2 separate regions of the Siniperca chuatsi genome follow, and region 2 is linked to region 1. Evidence: chromatin contacts called from public Hi-C data. All regions are on one chromosome and are shown on one strand. The core of a region is the stretch at or near the end of the contact, and the rest is flanking DNA. Distances in the headings are between cores, read along the strand shown.

Region 1 (4,287 bases), core at 840-3,339:
TGGGTGTGCATCCTTCTCCCCCCAAAACATGAGTGGGGTAGAGAGAGGCCCGACTGTCCAGATTAAACCAGCACACAATGACTCCTATTTACACACGTTCCATTTGTACGAGCATTTGCATATTCAAAAATACTCTGCCATCTTTCCTTGTCTGCTCAGTGTGTGTGTTTGCATGTGCACTCGTGCATTGGCAAGGTCGTGCGCATGTGGCGGCAATGTGTTGGAGGGGACAACAGCAGTTCAGTTGTGTGTCGTGTGTGTCAGTCTGTGTGTGTCACATGTGTAACACACTGCTGTCTGTGAAGCGAGACCGGGACTGTGAGACTGGTATGGCTCTGTGTAGCGACATAGCTGAATTTGTTTTTGATTATTGTACAAGACTGAGATTCTGGCAAAGAAAAGCTTGGGCCTAAATAACAGGGACAAGGAGTTCTGCCTTTGAAACGTTCAGCCCTTCTTTTCATTCCACCCAAATATCTAATTACAACACATCTTTATAGCTGCCCCCAACCAAGCAGCAGGACTTTCTTTTTTAAGGGGGAGGGTGGACAAACATTTAATTTTCTGTGCTTCCCACTAGCCAAAGGTGGATAGAGATTGGGCCTAGTTGGTGCTACTAGTACTTGCATGCTAATCCTGTTTTTTGACAGGAACGTAAACTGATATAATTGCTTTTCAGAGGCAGGAACGGCGGTTTATACAAGTGTGAAAGCACGGGAAAGGGGATTAGCATTATTTTGCATAATGCTGGGCAGGCGCTGAATGGGGCATTGAACGCTTGACTGGGTGACAGAGATGAAAGAGAGATGAAATGCTCTACCCCTCTTCTCTCTCTCCCTCCCTCTCTTCCGTTTCTCCCCAACAGGCCCTCTGTCTCTGACCACTGTTGCCGGTAGAGGACTGTGTTTGCTGGAGAGGACCCGGAAACACCAGGCTGGTGTTTTTGGCTGTTTGTTCGGATGCCAGCAGATGGAACCTGTCATGTGAGGCAATATGTATGATAATAGAGTAACTGTGGATACTGGGAAACTCTGGGCTCCCTAAGCCTCCATGTATATACTAAACTGCATCCCTAAAGCACTGAAGTGTGCAATTATGTAGTGGATGGATGTGGCTCAGGTAGCATTTACATGGAAGGAAGGGAGCGGCTTTCATGGATCAAATCAAACTACACTGTTCTTACTTTTTCCTTTGTTGAGATGTTTGCTAAGGATTTGGTCGGATACCGTCTGGGTAGAGGGAATTGTGGAATTGCGAGGCAGGTGTGTTTTATGTGAATGCCTGCATGTGTGTGAGCTCTGGTGGTAGTGGTAGGAGGGGGTACAAGGGTGGTGACGCAGCTTAAAATTGCCACCGTGACTTCCATATGACCCGACTCGACTTTATGAGTAATTTATGATCAACCGTCATCATTGCTATTGCATCTGGCGTATGGAAATGATCCAGGGTCGAGGAGGGGTGCGAGGTTGGTTAGAGGAGAACATGAACGCCACAAAGGCCGGTGTGGCCTGTTTTTGTTGTCTCTCATTGGACAGGATCCTCTTTCTTTGACCTTTTGCACGCCTTCCCTCGCCTTTCATATGCTAATGCTGGCCAGATCCGAGGAGGAAACGTGCTGGAGCTGAGTGGAGGAGGACAAAGACTCCCTCTCTCTTTCTCTGCCTCCTTTCCACGCTATATCTCCTCTTTTCTTGCCTCTTCCCCTCTCAGCAACTTGACAGACTGAAAGGAAGTGAGTGCTTAGTGGATGGGAAAGGTGGGGATGGTGTTCTCGCTGTGACCTGCACCACCTGTGAGGATCAAGTGTGCTGCAGCGATCCTTGGTTATGTGTATGTGGAGTGTTATTTTGAGTGGCCCTTGTAGTGTGTATTGCAGATCGGTAATCGTTTGAGCCATGCTACTGGTAGCAGTATAGCTCAGGCAGAGTCGGTTGAGGAGTAATTTGTTGCTTTTCCAGTGAAACTAGTGTAGGCTAGAAACTAGAGTTGTCATACAAGGTCTATATTTCTCCCTGTCTCTCTCAGCTCTGCCAACTCTATCTTACAACCAGTAAAGTACTGTCTCTGGCGGGGTAAAAGGATACTAATATAGTTACTACAACCCTCCCCTAACATAATACTCCAGTGCACCACTGTTGAGCATGACGTGGTTTCGAGGCTCTGTTATGGGAAGGGGGCATGTTATCTGTAGGAAATGTAATTTTTGTCCTCATTGAAATCGTTCATTATTGAGCGCGGTTATCTAAATGTTTTTGTTGCTGTTGGTCCTGCGCCAGTCAGGATTGCGTTACCCTCTCTCTCTCTCTCTCTCTCCCTCTGTCTCTCTCTCTCTCTCTCTCTCTCTCTCACTCTCTCATGTCTATGTCTGTCTGTCTCTCACTCTCTCTCTCTCTCATCTCGCCAGGCCTTCATCAGTCTCTTAAGGGAAAATAGAAAGAGGGGGATTTTTCTCTTCCCTCTGTACTCCATCCCGTTCTCAGGCTCTCCTGCCTATTTTGCATCAGCCATCTCGTACAGGATATTAGCCATGGAAAAACATGGGTCTGGGTATTTCATTTAGAATAATATGTTTATTCTTTTCATTTCAAAGTGGAAGTGGGGGGATTTCGCAGGGTGGGGAAAGAACAATCGGGGCCGTGTGTTCGAGGACTCATTCTGTTTGATCTGAGGTCCTGTGGGCCCTGGGGGTGGCTAAGATTCTCAGGTTTATGTGAAATAAAATGGGCTGTTGAAAAAATTAGGCCTCTCTCTTTCTCTCATATTGTCTCACTGATTTGCTTTCTCTTTGGATCTCTGTTGGAGTCTCTGTCTCATGTTCTCTGTTGCTTTCTGTCTCGTCTTTCATTTGCATCTCTGGATGTTCTTTTCTGTGGCATGGCAGTCAGGTAGGGAGGGGAGAACAGGGATTGGGCAATTCGAAAGCAAAGAGAAACTGCCTCCTTACTGATATTTCTAAACTTTTACTTTATTGCTGTACATATGTATCTATTCGGTGTAGACTTGAAGCTGCATTTACCTTTCAGACTGTGACATTGCTTGTCCTCTATACTCCTTGATGCAGTCACCATGAAGGACACTTGCTCAGCCCTTCAGGTCCATGTGAGTGCCTCAAAGTCCTCATCTTACATATTCAACAAAGCATTCAGCAGGCTTTTGTTTTAGAAAGGTTTGTCCCTCATGTACTTACCAACAAAATAATGCACAGTACAAAAGGTTATATGCCACATTTTATCGATTGCTCTACAAAGTACTTTCATAGTTGTAAAAGCTGGCAAGGTAAAATCAAATCCAGAAAAAATATATGCACAACTACCTCATCCAAAGAGAAGTTAAAAAGACAAGCTCTGAGTTAAGAGGGGAAAAAAGTTGATGAATGACTAAGTTACTCCAGGTTTGAGAAAAAATACACCACAATAGCACAAGACGTCTCATGACAAATGATACATTCTCTTCCTTGTTGGCCAAAGACAAAGGCGGGGATTTAAAAGGCAGAGAGCCCAGTCACAGGACAAATGCACATCAATAGACCTTAAGGAAAAATGGAGAAAGAAGGGAAAGTGATAGTATAGTATATCTGTGGAAATAAAACAAAGTAAAAAATCTTTATAGATAAGATAACAATGATAGTATTTTTATCAGGATATCTGTGTCACCCTTACTTTCTCTTCGGTTCATGTATGCTACTGTGTGTCAGCATCTGCATGTGCCTGTGTATGCATGTATATCTCATATGAGGCATGATTGGCATGTGGTATTCCTGAAGGCAATCGCATGTGGATATCAAGGCCATTGGCAGGGCTTGTCAGGGAATAAGTGGCTAATTAATTATGCATGACTTGTGGGCTTAAACAAACAGTGTAATGAGAGATGAGATGAATTTACCAAATAATTTAGCCTTAGTTGCATGGAAACCTTCTCAATTATTCTATTATTATTATTAAAACTCACAATTATGAGATTTAAGATTTAAAAAATTCCAAAATGCCCACCCACCTGGCCACAATTAATATGAATATTTCTCTGGACCATTTTGTAACTACAGGGATATGTATTGTGAACAGTATTATAAAACAACATCTTTTCCAATGTAGGTCTCAGTCTGATCTAATACAGGCAAGCAAGCATGTGTCTCCACAACTCCCCCGAGGAGACTCCAGCCAACACTATCCCTCTCAAACCCTGCCTCTTTTTTCTGGCCTGGCACCAGCTGTGGAATAATCTTTAATTATTTGCTTTTAAAAAGAAAAAAAAATAAGACTCCTTTTTTTCTGTGACAGTAAAGAAGAA
Region 2 (4,592 bases), core at 1,021-3,520, 49 kb after region 1:
ACAACAATAGCATAACTTATCATATAACGGTATTTTAATCTGTCCTTTCTATCTACTTAAATGTTTTCTTTGATTTCCATCCAAGATTACAGTCTTGTTTTTGGTGGCTCTGAAAGCAGATGTTTTTTATGCAGCTAAAAACGGGACAGTAGCCCAATAGGATAAAGATCTGTTTAAGCATTATCCATTTGGCCACTGCCCGTCACAGGCCTATTTTAAGCATAGACACACACACACACACACACACACACACACACACACACACACACACACACACACACACACACACAGCCATTCTCTTAAACCATGGCAGCCATTTTATTAGATTCCCTGATTCTCTGCCTCGTATTAGTTCCCGGAAAATAAATAAACCTTGAATACATGACAAGGACCATTCTGGTCAATTGGAAACTATATCTATCCTGCTGGTATCTTTGTTTACCAGTGTAGTGATGGATGGACAGATAGAGGGATAAATGGAGGCACTGAGGAACAGATAGGATAGGTATACGGATGGATAGTTGTGTGAAAATATATAAAAATAGATGGACAGATGGATAGATAGGTGGATAGATAAATGGATGGATAGATAGACAGATGAATGTGGCAAGGAGATCTTGTTGGGCTGATAGAGTTGAGCAGGTATGCCGAGAAACAGCTGCTTTCTTCATTAGGTTCATCTATCGATCTCAGACCCTCGCTGTGCGTGCGTGTGTGTGTGTGTGTGTGTGTGTGTGTGTGTGTGTATGTTTTTGAGGGAGAGAGAGGGGAAAGACAGCAGCCTCTGTAGATAAGTGCTGGTAATAGAACAGAATGAATTCTTATCACAGAGATGGGAAGGCCATTAACCCTCAGCTCCTAGTTCTCTCTCTGTCTCTGTCTGGTCCGACTCTCTCTTTCTGTTTCCCCCTCCCTCCGTCCTCCGGTCTGGACCTGACAGGGTCACGTTGGTGAGCGTGTGTGATATTTCCACTATGTGTGTGACTCTCTGAGAGTGTGTGTGTTTTGCGGCTGCCGCTGTGCAGACTGCCCCATCGGCCAGATGTTTATAATCAGGGGCTAGATAAATATTGGACCGAGGAATCATAAAAGACCAGGAAAAACTGAAAATAGAGAAAGAGATGGAGGGGAGATGAAACAGAGGAGAGGAATCTTCTTTTCAAATTATTCCTAAATCCCTCAGTAAGCTTGCCGTGCCGCCTCCTCAATTCACCTACTCAGCCTAAGGTGATTCAAACAGCCGAAATGCAATATGGCTGTTGTGTAAGATGCAGGTGTTTGTTGTGTGTGTGTGTGCACACGTGTGGAGGTGTACAGTAGGTGTGCTAGCCGATTGTATAAGGCCAGGTGTTGCAGCAATTTTTTTTTTCACCACTGAACCTTTTGAAGCCATATTTTTGTCCTGTGAAAACCTTTTGTATTTGCTATTAAAGAATCATTAACATCACCCACCCCCTCCCACCCCCACCCCCCCAGTGCTCACAGCACTGAAAATGAAACCCCTCTTAACACGAAACAACAGTTTCTGTCTGCGCAGCAAGCAAGGCATGCAAGCCTTTAATCTTGGCTATGTTTATTCATATGATTTTCTTTTTTCCTTCTTCTTTTTTCAATATAGTAATAGGTGTTTTGTTAGTCGCCTGCAAGACAGCAGAGCGGGCAATTTGAGTGAGAGAAAATACAATGAAGTGTCTCAGGAAGTCGTAATTGACAACAACAAAGCAAATTTGGAGCTGCTGATACAAGCGTTTTTTACACAAAAGTCATTTTTTCAGCTTATTCTGTCAGTTCAACTTATTGACATTCACACCAGGAGCGTATTAAATGTGACAATCCTATTGTCTGGCTTTCAGAGTCGACCTGAAACAATAGATATTTTTTGCTGGTGTAATAAGTTCTCATGTGTTTTAAGCAATAAGTGGGTGGGTGTGGGTGGATTGGAGCGTGTGGATGGAAACACGTGTGTTTGCTTGTACTGGTGTGTGTGTGTTTACATGTTAGCATGTGGGCTGTGGACCTCTGTGCATGAAATACATTGAACGCTGTGTAGGAGTAAATGTATGTTATGTGCACAGGGTTTCGGGTATAGGTGTGTGTGAGCGAGTGCAGGTGTGTGTGCATATGTGTGTCAGTTATTCCCAGGCCCTGTGCAGGAGCTGTAGCCCCTCTCCGCTGGGTTGATGTTTAGTATTTTAGACATGCTACATTAACAACATCTGGTTAAGATCTAAATGCTTGTTAAACGCGCTGAAATTCGGGGGGAAAGGTACAGAGAGAACGAAGGGAGAGAGGGAGAATAAAGAGGGAGAGTAGGGTAAATAAAGATTTGAGGGTGAGAGAACGGGAGGGAGGGAGATCAGTAAGTCTGTAAGGTTATTACCCTGGCAGTATTACCACTGGCCCTTGACTGTGTGTGTGTGCGTGTGCGCATGGCTGTGACTGTGTGGGATGGTGTAATGTTTCAAAGCTTTCCCCTTTAAAACCTAGAGGCCAAACTAGAGCCACGCGCGGCGCAGGAATGTGACATCACAGGGCCCCTATTGCTTGCACACACACACACACACACACACATACACACACGCACACGTGGTCTCACAGGGGACATGACCAGAGTTGTAAGAAGAAATCAGCGTCAACATCATGGCTAAGTGGGGGAGACATGGCAGTCATGGGTGTTACACAAAATATTAAGGCTGCATTACTACCACAGATACACTGGACACAGACCATATCTAGTCTTTATTATTATTTTTAGACATATAACACAACAGCACTGATAATATTGTAGCATATAGAGTCCTAACAGCTATACAGTATGAGTTTCTCATTCTAGTTGTTACAGCATTTCTCATATATTTCTCATGATATTTTCTTTGGCAGCAAGTACCATTTCACTGGATGCTCCGCTTTCATAGTGTCTGTGATTTACCATAAACAATAATGGGAAAAAATGATTTTTTTTACTCCTTTACCCCTTTAATGAGCACCATTCTAGCCCTAAGGAAGCAAATTAGAGGCAGCTCGGCCCAGCTAATGAATTCAGCCATTTTGGAGCCTCCGTGTCCAGTTTCTTGGCGTGGCATTGCTCTGCGGTTGTGTGCTGTACGGTTGAGTCCTCCACTGGGCACATAATGACCCGGCATGGCAGTTATGGGCCCTTGGGGGAGACGGGAAGGGGAGCGAGTGGTCTCAGAGCAGGTCATTATACAGCTAGAGGGCACACACACACACACACACACACACAAACATTTTCCCATTGTCTCCATCTCCCATATGTCTATTCCTCCATTTTTTCTTTCCAAACATCTCTTTCTGTTTGTCTTTCTCACTATCATCCTGCATCTATCTGTCCGAAACTTGTTTTTCTATTTTATTTTTGACTGTGATGTTTCGAAGTAACATGAGCATTTGTAAAATATTTTTGTACTAAAATTTGTACCGAAATAATTCAACATATTATTTTCTTCTAAAATCACGTAAACCACATATGTTGTGTTTGGGGATTTCAGGAGGTATTTAGAGAGTCATTCATCCAGGGACCTAATTGGTTACACTTGCTACCAATTAATAGTTAAATGTAAAACCAGACTGATTTGGCTGTATCCCTGATCAGGAGTCACTTAATTATTCTTCCTCTGTTAAATATAGGCTGGTGTTGGTTGCAGGGTAATCGGACCCAGGGTCTGTGGTTAGCTCAAGCTCACCGGCCGGCTTTAATGTTCCGACCGACCCACATCAAAGAGAGTCCCACCAGGCTGCCAAAATCACACACCGTCCACAGCCTGACCCACTCCCTGTGTGTGTGTGTGTGTGTGTGTGTGTGTGTGTATGCACAGAGGCAGTCGAAGGTGACTGCGAAAGTTTTGCTCTGTGTGTCCTCTGGTAGCGATTAAGTTGATGGTTAAGAGTCCCTGCCGCAGAACCCTCTGTCTCTCGCTCTCTTTCTCGCACACACACACACACACACTCTTGCACATGACAACTCACATGCAAACACATGCAGTCACTGTCTCACTCACTTGATCAATGGCGCACGTCCACACAAACACGCTCAAACATGTGCGCACACACACGGTCACACACGCACTCCCATACACACTCTTGTGGTGTGTAACTGTCAGGGTCAGTCAGAGGGCAGACACTGTGCTGATGTATTGAGAGAGCTCGTCTGGGAATGTCCTCAGTGTGGAAACACATTCCCCGTATGCATGCACGCACACACACACACACACACACTCACCACAGATCTAACCGACAAGAAGGGGAAAGGAGTGAAAAAAACACTGATGAGGCCCAGATGATCACCCCTCCTTTCCTCTCTTTCTCTCTTTTTCACTCTTCACCCTCATTGCTCCCTCTCTTTCCTTCTCTCTGTTCATTGTCTCTCATTTCTCTTGTGTCCTGTCTAGCTACAGGTAGACTGCCCCCTAGAGGTTAGATAAAATGGTGGTTTCGTAATGTCATGATCAAGCACTGGCCACTTTCACCAGACCCATATCCTCCTTGCCTTGTTTTCCTCCTTTAAAAAAATGGGAGAGTTTAATTTGCTTTAATAGGCTAATATAAAATGTTCAGTCATCTCTTGCAAACAT

What was found. Hi-C and Micro-C count contacts between places; a contact is called where the count stands out from the background.
Region 2: a contact with region 1 is called in a Hi-C map of liver, with 2.3 times the contacts expected there. The contact joins two enhancer-like sites. A contact is called at or near these places in 2 of 3 Hi-C or Micro-C datasets (liver and skeletal muscle).

What each region holds. Positions count from the first base shown.
Region 1 is chrLG19:12,018,817-12,023,103 of ASM2008510v1, forward strand. The region is part of intron 1 of zfhx4 (zinc finger homeobox protein 4); the gene reads left to right. Among protein-coding and RNA genes, the nearest start is that of LOC122866228, 16 kb to the left of the region's middle. Within about 2 kb of position 2,090, the one cell type or tissue checked has an H3K27ac peak away from gene starts, as active enhancers do. A contact at or near this core is called in liver, where this site is marked.
Region 2 is chrLG19:12,067,786-12,072,377 of ASM2008510v1, forward strand. All of the region lies in intron 6 of zfhx4 (zinc finger homeobox protein 4), which reads left to right. Among protein-coding and RNA genes, the nearest start is that of pex2, 47 kb to the right of the region's middle. Within about 2 kb of position 2,271, the one cell type or tissue checked has an H3K27ac peak away from gene starts, as active enhancers do. A contact at or near this core is called in liver, where this site is marked.